Linked DNA regions of Sus scrofa: region 1 is linked to region 2. A link is a contact called in public HiChIP or PLAC-seq data. All regions are on one chromosome and are shown on one strand. The core of a region is the stretch at or near the end of the contact, and the rest is flanking DNA. Distances in the headings are between cores, read along the strand shown.

The links. HiChIP or PLAC-seq counts read pairs in DNA pulled down with a chosen protein or histone mark.
Region 1: an H3K27ac HiChIP or PLAC-seq map of alveolar macrophages shows a contact between it and region 2, with 5 times the contacts expected there. The contact joins the enhancer-like site here to the promoter of PWWP2B in region 2. A contact is called at or near these places in 12 of 47 Hi-C or Micro-C datasets (alveolar macrophages, embryonic fibroblasts, epiblast stem cells and 6 more) and 2 of 2 datasets of contacts at active chromatin or transcription factors (alveolar macrophages and skeletal muscle).

What each region holds. Positions count from the first base shown.
Region 1 is chr14:140,680,161-140,687,550 of Sscrofa11.1, forward strand. No RefSeq gene overlaps it. Among named protein-coding and RNA genes, the nearest start is that of PWWP2B, 48 kb to the left of the region's middle. Within about 2 kb of position 1,576, at least 22 of the 83 cell types and tissues checked have an H3K27ac peak or open chromatin away from gene starts, as enhancers often do. A contact at or near this core is called in alveolar macrophages, liver and retroperitoneal adipose tissue, where this site is marked.
Region 2 is chr14:140,630,669-140,637,286 of Sscrofa11.1, forward strand. It overlaps PWWP2B (PWWP domain-containing protein 2B), which reads left to right and starts at 5,138. Exons shown (of 3, transcript XM_021073880.1): 1 at 5,138-6,450. The coding sequence starts at 5,708. It overlaps LOC110256841 (basic salivary proline-rich protein 2-like), which reads right to left. Exons shown (of 2, transcript XM_021073882.1): 2 at 1,367-2,488.

The sequences.
Region 1 (7,390 bases), core at 326-2,825, 46 kb after region 2:
CCTCGTCTCTGCTTGGGTGTGGCTGGGCTTGTCCACAGGAAAATGTTTTAAAGTGTGGAAAGGGGCCAGAGCAATCTGGAAAATGGAAGAAGATGTATGGTTCTTACAAGGTTGCTCTGGCGGACCCAGCGGGTGGGGCCGGAGGGCCCCTCCCCACCTTCTTCCAGCCAAGCTGTCCCCACCCTGCTCCTCCCTGAGTCCCTGGCGCTGACCACAGGCCCACATGGGCAGGTGGGAGAAGGGACCCCAGGCCTCGCTCAGAGGGGACCCCAGGCCTCGCTCGCTGGCATTTCATATTAAAACAAAAGTAATTCACAAGCGTCAGCAATGAGATAACCTTTAATGGGACTTTAATTTTCCAATGAATATTTACGAGCTGTTGCCAGGCTCAGCTGAGCGAGTGGGTGTCCTGGAGCCTGGGAGTTCCTGATTCTCGGCTGAGGGGTGATGGCCTGCTTACCGCTCCCAGGAGCTCCGGAAGGGGCCGGCCTCCCTGGAATCCTGTCCTCCCAGGCCAGGGCATCGGCCTGGCGCCCCCCACACCCCTTCCCACCTGGGCTGAGCACTCAGCCTTGGCCTCACCCCCCCAGCCCAGCCAGGGCTGGGACCCAGGATGTTCCCCTGTCCTCCAAGGGGGGAAGCGTGAATTCTCCAGCCCACTTCCTCTCCCGCCCGCCCCCAGTGTTATCAAGCAAAGACCTTGAGGTCTAAGCTTCTGCCTGTGTTTAAAGGGAGGCCCAGTGGTGAGAAGGGGCCTCTGGTTTGAAAGGGAAAACGCGAGGGTTTTTCTGAGTGACAGAGTAGCCGAGATTTAGGGTCTGTCCCCTTCCCCCTTAGGAGAAGTGCCGGGGCCCCTGAGTCCTCAGAAACAGTGAGGAGTCCTGGCGTCCCAGCGAGGACGCCCTGGTTACAGACGGTGCTGGGCCTTCTCTGCTGTGCACACGTCCTGCAGATGAGAGCTGGCTGCGTCCGTGGTCAGGGGCTGGCCCAAGCGAGAGCCTTGAGGCAGGAGGTTCCAGCAGTTTCCTTGGAGAGGCCCAAGGTGGAGGCCACAGCTGGAGAGCTGTGGTGACAGGCAGTCCGCCCTGGGCAAGGCTGACCTTGGGGGACAGAGAGCCGAGGCTCCGCAGCACCAGGCCGGCAAGGCTGCTCCCTGAGCCTCGGGCTGCTTCGTGGGCACGAGGCCCTGACACTGCCCCGCAGGGCCTGCCCCCCCCACCCCCTGGCCTCCCTCCGCACAGGCCTCACAGGGAGCAGAGCAGCAGGAAGGTACTTCTGGTCAGGGGGGGAAGACCCCCGCCCTCCTCCACCCCGGGGCCCAGGTAGAGGAGGGAGGGGGACAGGAAGAGGCGGGACCCCAGGGTCAGCTCTCTGGCTGGTCCTTCCTGCACCCCCACCCCAGGAAGAAGCCTGATGGGGGGTGGGTGTTGGGCAGGGCTCCACCCTGGGTCAGCGGGTCAGCCTCAGCTGCAGAGCATTCGGGAAGCGAAGCGGCCTGGCGGCCAGGGAGGGCTCCCTGACTGCTGGCCGAGAACCTCTCAGCTCCGTGCTGACTCACATTGCGAGAGGAGCAGAGGAAGTGCAGGGAGGGGCCGGGAGGGAAAGGGGGGGAGGAGGGGCAGGGAGAGGGGGAGGAGGGCCGAGGCTGGGCGCCTGGTGGGTCCCAGGGCCCTGGGCGCTGCAGGTCACAGCCAGGGGTCAGCAGGCAGCTCGCTGGCTCCAGGCCACAGGCCCAGGATGGGTGGGGGTGGGGGGTCTCCTGCCTGAGGGGAGCTGTGGGCTCAGGGCTGGACTTCCTGGGGGGGATCTTTGGCCTCGGGCTTGGTTTGTTCCGGCCGGAAGGGTCCCCAGGTGTGTCAGCTGGGCCGAATGGCCTGGGGTCCAAGGACCTGGGAGGTGGGCCTCTCCCTCTGCAGGCCCGGGAAGGCCAAGAGGGGCCCTAGGAGTGACCCGTGTGGCCCAGGGGCCTGCCCCCCACCCACAGGTCACAGGAGGAGGTCGGCCTGGCAGGGGCTCCTGGGGCCTTGGGCAGGGCCTGGGTGGGCCCGCACAGGTGGGGGCGGGTGCATGTGTGTGTGTTCCTGTGTGCACATGTGTGCATAGGTGTGTGTGTGCACGCGTGCACGCGTGGCTGAGTGTGTCCACGTGTTGGGGGGGTGGGGGGATGGGTGCGTGTGCGCACGTAGGTAGCCGGTGAGCCTGAAGGAGGGTGCCCCCCTCCCTCCCCAGGGACCCACAGGCATCCTGGGGTTCCTTCCCCCCCACAGACTGCAGAGGCCCCCTGGCCAGGAGAAGCGCCTTCCTCCCCATGGGCCGCCTATGCACCCCGCACCCCAGGGCCTGGGCGAGGCCAGGCAAGCAGGGTGGCTGGAAAAGCCGGTTCTGTGGGGCCACCTGACCCCAGCTGGCCTGTGCTAACAGGTGGATCCTGGGGCCAGGAAGGCGGGGCCCGGAAGGCTGGGGCGGCAGCGATCCCAGGGGCTGGGCCACCCCAGGCGGCAGAGGAGGCCCCCACCCCTGGACCCTCTCACCAGCTCCCAGGGACCAAGGGCAGCCACGTCTATGCGGGCCCCGCAGCCCCATCAGGACAGCTCTGAGACTCCTCAGACCCTGCAGGCAGGGGGCAGTGCCAGGGCGGCCAGGAGCGGTCCCCTGGTCTCCAGGAGAAGGCTACCGGCCTGCCCCGCGGAGGCAGGAAAGAAACCGCCCATCAAATTCTTAATTAAAGTCCAGCCTACGTGATGGCTCTGTGCCGGGAGCAGGGACCGCGACCCTGCAGGGCGGCCGGCCTCCTGCACAGGGCAGCGTGCTGGCTGCATACCCTGCTGGGACCGGGGGTTTAGCCCCAAAGGAAGGAAAGAGCCCCCCCCACCCCAGGGGAGCAGAGTGAGGCTGGCTCTTCCCTTCCCCCCCGCCCCTGCTGGGAGGGGTCCTGAGCCGCCTGGGCTCAAAGCGCCTCTGGGAACCTAGGGCTGTCCTGTGCTTTCTGGTCTTTAAATAAATTGTAATTTGTAAAGTGCTGTAAACGCTCTCATTATGGAAAGAGTGAAAATACGAAGAGACAGTGCCGTCTCGGGAGAGATGGAGACGAGGCCCGAGGTGGGGCGGGTGGCCGCGGGGGGCTGTGAGGGGGGTGCCGGCCCGTGGGGCTGTGAAGACCCGTCCGCGAGGCGGGTCAGCTGCTCAAAGGTCCAAGTCCTGGAAGCTCATCTGGGCCACGATGAGGACAGGTGGGGACAAGTGGGGTCAGCTGGGACTGGGTGGTCACAGCCCCAGGGGGCGTGGCCTGCATGGTGGCTCTTCTCCACCCCCGCCTTTGTGTGGCCCTGTGGACTTGGGGGTGTCCCCTGGCAGTGTAGCCCCCTTTTTAAATGCAGCTGAGTCAGTGTATAAAACACCACACCATCTTCCTAAAGAATTGCCTGATTTGTGGTGCAGCTCTTGAGATGGTCACCTGAGTTGTGCTGGCCTGGCCTGGCCAACACCACAGGCTGGACTTTCCCAGGTGCCAGGAGGGCACTGGGGCTGGGACAGGTGTGCCCAGGGTGCTGTGGAGGCGAGTCCCCCCACCACCGCCGGTGCTGGGACCCTCTGCATAGGCTGCCTTCAGGTGGCTGGACGGCAGCTCCCACAGTCCACACCCACCGGGCAGGCGGGACCTCAAGCAGGAGACGGCCTGTCCTCCCCGAGACCTGGCTGTGGTCTGGCAGGGGGCACGGCCCTCTCCCTGCGCCAGGCTCGCCATCCCCACCCCAGGGGTCCCAGCCAATCCAGCACTCCCCCCTCCCAGGGACCCTGGGGAAAGGGAGTCCCTGGAAAGTCAAGGGTGGTGGGAGGGGGCCCGGCCCTCTGCTGGGCAGAGGGGTCACCCGGAGCCACTGAGGAGCCCCTGCCCCCCATGTCGCCCTGGCCCAGAGTCCCACCTGCCCCTCTCCTCCCCAAGCCCCCTTCTCCTTGCACCAGCTCGGGCCCTTTTCCAGACGGCGGCCATGAGGCAGCGTGGACCCCCACGTCCAGGAGGCTCGCCCGGACTCGCAGGAGTGGATCCATCTGAGCCCCGACTTGGGGCCGTTGGCCGCTGGGCCTGGACCCGGGGGGAGAGCTGACCTCCGGCCAGGACTGTCACCACATCTCCACTGCCTGTGGTCTCGGGGTGGCCTCTGCAGGTGGCTGAGCCTTTCGGTGGGGAGAGACCCCGGGAGGAGCTGCTGGAGGACGGTGTGTGCCAACCCAGCCCTGACCAGGCAGGGGTGTGACCGTGCGGCCAGCGGAGCAGGTGGGGGCAGCTTGCAGAACTGGAGCGTCCAGGCCTGAGTGTCTGTCGTGGCGCGGGCCTCCACCCCCGGGCCTCAGTCTCTTCCTCTGTCCAGTGGGGCTGCCGATGGCTCCTTTTCGGGGTGAGTGAGGGCGAGGCGGGTGTCTGGAGAGGCTGACAGTGAGGAGGCCCCAGCTTTCCTGGGGGCGGCCCCGTGTCGGGGCCTGCAGGTGCCCCCCATGCTGCAGGCTAACCCAGGCAGCTGCTTGCTTTACGCGTGCTCAGCTGTGCCCACAGCCAGAGGCTCCGGGCCTCTGCCCTCAGCAGCACCACCGGGGCCTGGCCCAGCCCCGTCTCGGTCTCTGCCTTCCCGTTCGTGTCCTCCAGTTCCGTGACCCGGATTTCTCGGGGGCCACGGCTACAGAAGCCACTGGATGTCACAGACGCGTGAGTGTGTGTGTGTGTAGGCGGCGTGTCTGAGTGTGAGCACCTGCAGGTGTGCGTGTGCTTGTGAAGGATGTGCATGGCAGATGTGTGTGCAAGCTTGTGTGCACGTGGGTGTGGTGTCTGCGGAGGGACCCCTGTCCTGGGAGGCCCCAGGGCGCTCAGGTGGGGCACGTCCTGAAGCGGACAGGTCCTAACGCCTTCTAGGGGAGTGACCGGCGGGCCTGGGTGACCGTCCCCATCGGGCGACTGCCCGCTGGCCTGCCTGCCAGCCCCACCCGCTCCGACAGGGCAGGGGAGAGACGCTCACGTGCCTCAGAGGGACATTCCTGGGAGGCTGTCCAGGGGAGCCAGGCGCCCAGCGGAGGGCTGGACTTCGTGTGGCTTGGGGCTCGGGTGGAGGGGGTGCGGGCAGAGGGAGGCAGGCCCCGCCTGGTGCTCGTGTTGTGGAGACGTGGTTGGGAAGCTCGCCGGCAGCGGGGGAGAGGAGGGAGACAGGGATCCACTTGGGTGAACCGGGCACCAGCCTCGCCCAGGCGAGCTTGGCGCTGGCACCCTGTGGACAGTAGTGTCAAGGCCTGGGGGGCACAGGGAGCTGCGGCTGTTGGCAGAAACTGTGAGCCTGAGGGGGCCGCAGGGGGAGAAGCCCTGCAGGCCCCCAGACCCCTGGCCCAGGCACCTGTATTCCTGCAATACCCCCGGCGTGGCCCCTGAGCTGTCTGGTGTCTGGGAGCTGCCGTCAGAGCCCAGCTGAAGGAGCCACCTGGGCTCCAGCCCAGCCCTGGGGCCCTCTGCTGCCTGCTGAGCACCCAGCAACCTGGCCTGCAGTCTCTGGGAGTCCACACTGTACGGAGGTGTGGGGGCCTCTCCTGGCCATGCTGCAGAGGGCACAGCCGCTGCCAAGCACACAGCCCCCACATGCACAGGTAGTTGGGTGCCCACGCTGGCCCCGAGCCAGGCCCAGGCCCCTCAGCTTCTGGGGAAGGTGCTGGGCCAGCTCCCCGCCCATCAGACCTGGCCTCCAGGAGGCAGGGCTGACCCCCCATCCATGGGGAGTCGCTCCAGCTTGTGGGGGCCTCCCTGTTTCCAGCAGCCCTAGGACTGGCCCCAAGGCACAGCTGCGTGGAGTGCACGGTCCCTGGGCTCGGCTGGGGGGCCACGGGGGGAGGGGAAGCCAGAAATGTGAGGCTCCGCTTGGCCCCCTGAGCCGGGTAACAAGGGCTTCCTGCCTCGGGTTCCTCTCTGGGCCCAAGTGCGCGGAGGTCTCCGGAAGAGTGACGGCCCCGCGACCTGCAGAGCCCTGACCGCCTCTCAAAGCCCGGGAGTCTTTCACTGAGCCCTTTGGGGACAGTCACAGCCCCGGCCTGGGCAGTCACAGTCGAGGGCAGGGCCTCGGGCGGCAGGGGACCCGCGCCCCCTGGCGGTGCGCCTTTGAAGCCGCAGGGCAGCTTCACCACGGGGCCGTGCTGCCACCTGCAGAAGCTTTCAGCATCCGCCAGGGTGGCCGCTGCCACGGGGCCGAGCCGGCGAGGGGGGCTGGCGGTGTGGGGGTGCGGCTGTAAACTGGGTGGAGAGGCTGGGGACACAGCCACCCCCTCCTGAAGGGAGCCTTTAGAAAGTGAAAAGCCCTCAGGTACCCATTTGCGAAATCCGGGCGGAGGCACCGGGCAGGTGGGCCTCTGGGCTGGGCTTCCGGGTGCGGGGGGCGGGGGCGGGGTTAGGGTTGGGGGCGGGGACGAGGGCTGGGGTCGCTGGACCGCAGGCCGGAGGTTGAGCCCCCGCCACCCTTAAAACCCGGACTTCCAGACTTTTGAAAACCACCTGTTTCTCAATTCAAACATTGTCACAAGATCTTTGAACAATTGTTTCCTCTTACCAACTGAGTACCTTCCAACCTCCTAAATTGCGTTTATTGGCTTAACTCACTTGGCTCCGTAAGTACAGCAAACGCACCCTCGCTGTGTGTACGGTGACTCCCACCGACCTAAAGCAGCCGTTACAAGAGGATTCTCAGTAAAGGCTGAGCTCCTGCGTGACTCACGGATTAAAATGAGCGCCCGCTGGAGATGTTTACTCCGGAATCCAGGGAGAGCCAGGCAGCTGCTATAAGCAGCTCCGAGAGAACGTGCCAGACAGACACACAGGGAGGTCGCTGATCCTGGAATCAGTGGGGAAAACCTGGTTTCTGCGTGGGGTGGGGGGACGCTGCACCCCTCCCGTCTAACGGAGCTGAGCCGACACTGACTGCTGACCGTCGGCGCAGGTGCCCTCCCCTCCCCCACAACGCTCGGGTTTCCACCGAAACACACGTGTTTGGTTTGACTTACAAGTGTGAGCACGGCAAAGGGTACATCACTTGGTATTCCTGTTGTTTTCTTTTTTTCTTTTTTCTTTTTAGGGCCGCACCCGTGGCGTGCGGACGTTCCCAGGCTGGGGTCGCATGGGAGCTACAGCTGCCGGCCTGCACCACAGCCACAGCCGCATCTGCGACCTACACCGCAGCTCCGGGCAACGCCGAATCCTTCACCCACGGCGCGAGGCCAGGGATGGAACCTGCGTCCTCAAGGATCCTAGTCGGGGGCTTAACCCACTGACTCCTCCCTTAGTATTCTTTCAGCATCTCCAGGCCTGGAGGTTGACTCTGTTACACGGTTGGCAGACACGATGAAGCTGGTGCTCCGGCCGCAGAAG
Region 2 (6,618 bases), core at 3,888-6,387:
CCAGGTGTCGGCTGTGAGCCGCAGGCGACACCTCAGGCAGGACTTGGCCTGAGCACATGGCCCCGCGGGGCTGCATGGCCGGACCTGGACCCTCCTCGTCCACAGCCCAGCAGCTGCCCCTGCTGGCACCTCACGCCTCGACCAGACACCTGCACCCTCATCAGACGCCACTAGTGGGGGTTCCTGAGTCTTGGCCCTGAAACGAGTTCCAGGTGGGACGGTCAGGCCCGGCCAGTGGCCCCAGCCCCTTCTCCTCCCACAAGCTGCCTGTGGACCATCGAGCCCACAGCTGCGCCCTCCGACCCCCACACACTGGCCAGCCCGGGGGCACCACCCCGCCAGGCCCTCCGTATCTCAGAAGGATGCGTGGTGCGGGGGTGGCGTGGACACCCGGCCTGGGGACACCTTGCCTGTAGGGAGGCTCGGGGAACAGGGCAGGCTGCCCCCAGGGCCTGAGGGAGGTTGCAGCATGTGCTCAGGGGCTGGCTGTGCCTCCCCACCTCTGCCTCCTGGGGGTCTTGCTGTCCCCTCAGGGCTGGGAGCCTGAAGCTCAGGGAAGGAGCAGACCCCACTTGGGGCTGTGTGTGTTGCTGCGTGTGTCCAGCCTGCAGGGCCCAGTGTCCTCACGGAGCAGAGCTGGGGCTCCGGGCAGCCTGTGCCACAAGGAGGGCAGGACTCGGGAGCAGCACCCCCAGCACAGCCGTCGCCCTCCACGTCTGCCTGGGTGGGGCTGAGAGGTAGCAAACAGCTCTGGGCCTCCCAACCCTGGGGGTGGAGGGTTGTCCCCCAGGCCTGAGACCCGCAGCCCCGTGCTGGGTTAGGGTTGGGGGAACCTGGAGCACAGGGTCCCCCAGGCCTCAGCAGGCACTTGGGCAAGACTGAGGCCTGCCCCAGTCCCTGCGATTGGCAGGACAGGCTCGGGAGGTGGCAATGAGCTGTTCCCTGACTTGGCCTCCCTGGCCCCCTGGGCGCAGCTCGGGGCAGTGAGGCCGCCAGACTCTCTGAGCCTCCGCTGCCCGGCCATCTGCTGTCCCCCTAGAGTTTCCCCCTCCCGAGTTATTTAAAGGTATTTGGTGCCTGCGCTTCCGGGGCTGAGTGGGGCCGAGCCCCCCCACCTCCCAGTGATGGGCCCCAGCACCCCCCAGCCAGTGGTCAGGGGACAGTGGTGATGGCGGGGACACACCTGCTTTTCTGTGCCTCATGGCCTGTAAGTCCGAGTTTCTCAGGCACGTTTCCACAAGGAGCAGCAGCCCTGGGACTGGAACCGGCTCCGGGCTGCTGTGTATACTGCCCTGTGCACACTGCCCTGCACACACCGCCCCTTGGTACAGGTGGCCACTGGAAAAAATACATGACCTACAAGTTGAGATCTTTGTTTTATTTGGTGGACAAAACAGGCTTTGAGCCCAGGACACGGCATCTCAGGTCCATCTGAGAGACCGCGCCTGAGAGGCAAGTGGGGAGCCAGGATGTACAGGAGTTTTTGGCAACAAAGACCAGGAAGTCAGAACATCAAAAAATCACTGCTAATTCGAGAAAATCAGACATGCAGGCGACGGTGCTGCGCACTCGTCTGCGTGGGGAGACGCGAGGTCTGGCCGCACTGCAACCGTCTCTTTGGCGCGCCCCCGCGCTCCGGGCCGGCGGCTGCCCTCCTCCTCCCAACCCCCTTCGTGGTGGGCATGAGGTTTCCACCCTGAGCCCCCAGGTTCACGGTGGGCCGTGACGCTCCGGCTCGATGCCTGCAAGGTGCTTTGTCTCCGGATGCAGGAGGCAGTGCTGCGCAGTCTCACGGGGCTTCGCAGGAGCACTGCCATCCCGTCCAGCTTCGCCTCTCACAGGACGGCGCACCCGGGGAGGGTCCTCTGTCTCTGCTCCGGGACGTCAAGGGCGGGCAGCAAGCCCGGCGCGGTGAGGGCCGGGGCGGGCTTGCGGGCGCGTCCCCGACACCCACACTTCTCCGGGACCCGGCCCCCGCCCGGAGCGCGCGCTGTTTCTCCAACAGGAGTGATCAGGCTCCGCTTGGAGAGGACGCGGCCGGTTCAGAGAAAGAAGGGCTGCAGACCGACTGTTCTGAAACAAAAGCGGTCACTCGAGGAGGAGAGTCCCATCCTAAAGACGTTCTGCTTCCGGTGCCCGCGACCTCTGGCCTCTCGTTCTGGGTCTGGGGGATTCGGGCTCCCGGCGGAGAGAGCCGCCCTGCTCACGGGGCTCCCTCGCCCCTCTGCCGAGGAGGCAGGAGGGTGGGCTCATGGGACGCTCTCTAGGAGGCACCAGACCCTGACCGGGGCCCTTGGGCTCCGTGCTGGCCGGGGCCGATGGGGCACCGGGGATGGCCAGCTGTGGGGAGGGCCGTGACGCGGGGTGCCGATGCGGGTGGTGATGACAGCGTGAGGGTGAGGATGCCGAGAGCAGCGAACTCGCAGTCCCCACTGGCGGCTGGTGCCCTGCGGAGCACATCACGCGTGTACAGCGCACTTCAGCGCCGCTGTAAGGAAACAACTGGCGTCATTTCCCCTTTGCAGACGCAGACGCCCAGGCGCAGGGCAGGTAGGCCAAGCTCAGCCAGCAGGACTCCAGCCGTCTGGCCCAAGGCCACGCTCACAACCCCCTCTCCCTATGAGCCCGGGAAGGCTTGTCCTCAGCCAGGCCTGCAGATGTGACAAGGGCAGCGGCTGAGGCTCCAGGCCTGACCCCGTGGGGCGGTCAGACAGAACACAGGCAGGCCTGCAGACCCAGGGCTTCCGTCCGACAGGATCTGTGGCCTGCAGGGGGAAGGGGACAGTGACAAGCACGACCACCGCGAGGGCTGCGCACCGGCTCCAGCCTCAAGGAGCCCCGTCGGCGCAGGCACCACACTCGGCCCCGGAACTGGGGTAGCCGAGCACGTGGTAAGTGGGTGCTTAGTGAGATGGGCACCCTGGCCCGGGCCCTGTCTCCTCCCTCCCTGCAGCTGGGGGGCTGACACGCCCCGCGGTGGCCTGGCCTGAGCACCCGGCCCTCACACGTTTTGCTCTGGGCGCTGGCTCTGGAGAAACCGCGACTTCTGACCCATGGCCCAGGCCCGAAGTCCCCTGACCCAGCAGCCTCGGTTCCATCTCGGAAGCACCTGTCTCTGGAAGACTGGGCTGTGCTGCAAAAGATCTGCCTGCCAGGCTGCTCTGGTGAGCGCCAGGGAAGGCAGTGGGAGCAGGCCGGGCTTGGAGAGGGGCAGGGGCAGGGCCAGGACAGCAGCCGCCTGGCCAGGCAAACCCGGAACAGGCTGGTGACGGCGGCGGCTCTCGTTCCGGTCAGAGGGAGGCTTCTGGGAGCCTCCCATCTCATGTTGAGTCAGAGGATGACAAAGGCATAATTCTGTTCTTGGCGCTGGGCAGGCTCGGGGGCTCTCCTGTGGGTGAGGGCCCCAAGGAGGGACGCTGAGCTGGGACGGCCTCCCCTGCCCTCCATGCCGACGCCCAGCCCATCTGACCAGGCCAGCCAGCCCTGGTCACTCTGCTGGTGCCCTGAACGGGCCAGGCCAAGGCCCCGGTGCTGGGTAGGCCTGGCAGTGGCCGTGGTGGTGCCCGCAGCCGGGGGAGGGCTTTAGGGCCGAAGTCCAGAGACCCAGGGAGAGGCCCAGGCTCCTCCCAGGCCCTGCCCGTGGGCAGCTCTCAGAGGGCTGCCGCGCAGGGGTTTCCCTCCAGGATCAGCAGGTAGAGGCCAGCCCTGCGGGGGCCGTGCAGGAGGGGGCACCAGGTCAGGAGGGGGAGGCAGCGGGTGGGGGCGAAGTGACCAGGCCCCTCTGAAGGACTCTGCCCTTTAGTCTGCGAGTCTGGAAACTCCCCAGGGCTCCCGGAAACGGGCTGGGTGGGGAAGCCGCAGGAGCAGGGGTGGGGCCGGGCTGGGAGTGGGCGGGCCGCCGGGTGAGGTCCCCACAGCCACCCTTTAAAATGCAAATCCGTCTCCTGTCAGCTGACTCTTCTCTCGCTATTCTAGCTCCTGGAGGAGGGGTTTTAAAAATGGCTCCCAAAGGAGGTTCCACTGTCCGCGCCAGGACGGCATCCCCTGTCCTGTAACAAACACCAGCGGAAGAGGCGATGGGCAGGCCCTGCACGTCCGTGGGCCGGGGTAACCTTGCTGAGCCGAACACAAGGTTCAGGCCAGCTGCGTGTCAGTAAATTAAAGATTGAAAGAAAGGGCTTGCAAGTTCACGCTCAGAGTTCAAGACACACAGCAGGCTGGGGCCCAGTGCTCCCCTCTGGGCTCTGACAGACCTCAGGAGCTGCAGGGTGGTCCCTGCCCCCCCCCCCCACACAAAGCCCAGCTGGTCGCCAGTGTGTTTGTCCTCCTACCCAAGCTGGTCCTGCAGACACCTGGGAGCCACCCCCGGGGACCCCCTTCCTCATCTCAGCCTCTGCACCTTTCAGGGCCCCTCCCCAGCACCCCCACCCCCGCCTCTGCGGTCCTGCCAGTACACATTTCTCTGGTGGTCGCCTGCTCTCCTGGACACCCCCCTCTGCACACAGTTCCCTGTGCACAACCCTGACCGCCCCACCCGGCTCCCTAGTGTGTCCCCAGCTCCCGGTGTGCTGTGTGTCCCCAGTGCCCAGGAGGAGTGGTGCCCAGCAGGCATCTCCAGCAGGCTGGCACCTCTGCTGAGCGGGTGGACAGGCTCTGACCAGTCCCCCCTCCCAGGGCCACCAGGGGTCCCTGTTGCCTGGCCTTTCTGCTCCAAAGTCAGCCTGACAGCTCGGGAGAGCTGAGGTCCAGCAGTCACCGGCAGGGCCGGCTGACCCTGGAGAGGTGGCTGTGTCCAGTGCTCAAGCCCCCCACCCCTTGGGGTCCCCTTCTGCGGGGTGGGGGTGGCTGGTGTCTGCGGTTAACTCAGGCCTGGCCGAGGGCAGGCGTTCTCTCCCCCTGCGGCCTCCTCTGGGGCTGCTTGGGGCCCCGACTCCGATTTGTAGGGCCTCGGTCCCCAGCGGTGTACAGGGCACGGAGGGGGCGGCGAGACACTGCGAGAGCCCCGGGGGGCCCCTGGCTCCGCCCGGGCTCCTCTCGGCCGGCTCCCCGCGCCGCGCGGCCGCCGGAGGGCAAGGCCGCGCGGCGCGGAGGCGGCCCCAGTGTCCGCGGCGGCGCCAGGGGTGGCGGCCCCGGCTCAGGTCCGAGCCGGGCGGGCTGCGGCCGGCTGGGAGGGCGGGGCCGGGCGGCGGCGTCCGAGTCGTCAGGACAACCGGCCGCCCGCGGGTCTCCCGCGCCCAGTCAAGCGCAGTGAGGCCGGCGTTGGGGGCCGGGCTGGGCCGGGCGGCGCTCAGGGCCAGGTCGCCGCAACCGGCCGGGCCCTGCGGGCGGCCCGAGGGGGTCCCGAGCCCCGTGGGGGGCGCGGAGGTGCTCGGGAGGGTCGGGAGCCGGCCCCGGCGTTAGGCCCCCACGGCGGCTCAGCGCCCCCCACGCCCCCCACCCGCCGGCCGGCTGCACGCGCCGGGGAGCCCCGCTCCGGCTCAGCGAAGGCAGGCCCTTCCATTGTCCACTGGCTGTGTGGCGCCCCAACCCCTCCGGCCGCGGCCGGGTCGCAAGGAACCTGCCATTTCCCGGGCGCCCCGGGGACACGCGAGCGAGATCGAGGACCGGATAACCCTCCCCAGCCCTGCTGCGGGCGGGCCAGGGCCGGGCGCGCGCGCGCTCTCGTCACCCGGGGAGTCGCCGAGCCCGCGGGGGTCAAGTGCCCCCCATGCGGCGAAGGCGAAACTGGGCCGCTGCGGCGCGCCCGCTGGTGTCCCCTCGGCGCCCGCGTCTCCTCCGCCCGGCCTGCCGGGCTTCCTGCTCGCGCCACCGGGACTTCCTCCCCGCGGTGCCCGGGTGGCCACTCGGCGCCAGACCCAGAGGCGGGGAAGCCGGGGCGATGGCGAGGGAGGGAGGGCCGCGGCCGGGAAGAGGGGAGAGTAAGGAAGACACCCTGGGGCCGGGAGCGCCCGGCGACCCGAGTGGGCCCCCCGGCAGCGGAGGCGGGGTCCCAGGGGCCGGGCCGTCCTCCCTGCGCCCGCTCTCGGGTCCTTTCCGCGGGCGCTCGCCGCCAGCGTCGCCGGGGGTGGAGCGCAGCCCTGCCCCGTCCTGCCCCGTCCTGCCCCGTCGCGGTGGGGCTCCGCACTGCGTCTCCACGCCGGGCGTGGAGGCCGCACGGCCCGGCGCGCGTCTGCGGGCGCCGGTGGCCCGCGCGCCCCTCCCCGCGCCCCCGGCCCGCTCGCGGAGGCCGCCCCGAGCGGAGCTTTGTGACGTCAGGCGGCCGGCGGGCGGCGTCACGCGCGGGGCTGACCCGGCGCGGGGCGGGGGCCGGGCCGGGACGCGGAGCATGGAGCCGCGGGTCGGCTGCCGGCTGCCCGTGCGGGTGGAGCAGGTCGTCAACGGCGCGCTGCTGGTCACCGTGAGCTGCGGCGAGCGCAGCTTCGCCGGGATCCTGCTGGACTGCACGAAAAAGTGAGCGGGGGCGAGGGCGCCGGCCCTGGGACACCCCCGGAATCCCCTGGGGACCCCCCCCTCCCTGCTGGCCCCGGGCCGGGACCGGCTCCAGGGCGGGGCGGCGCGGGGCTGGCGCCCGCTTTCGGTTTCCCCAGCCCCGGTTTCGGGGTGCGCGAGCGCGGCCGC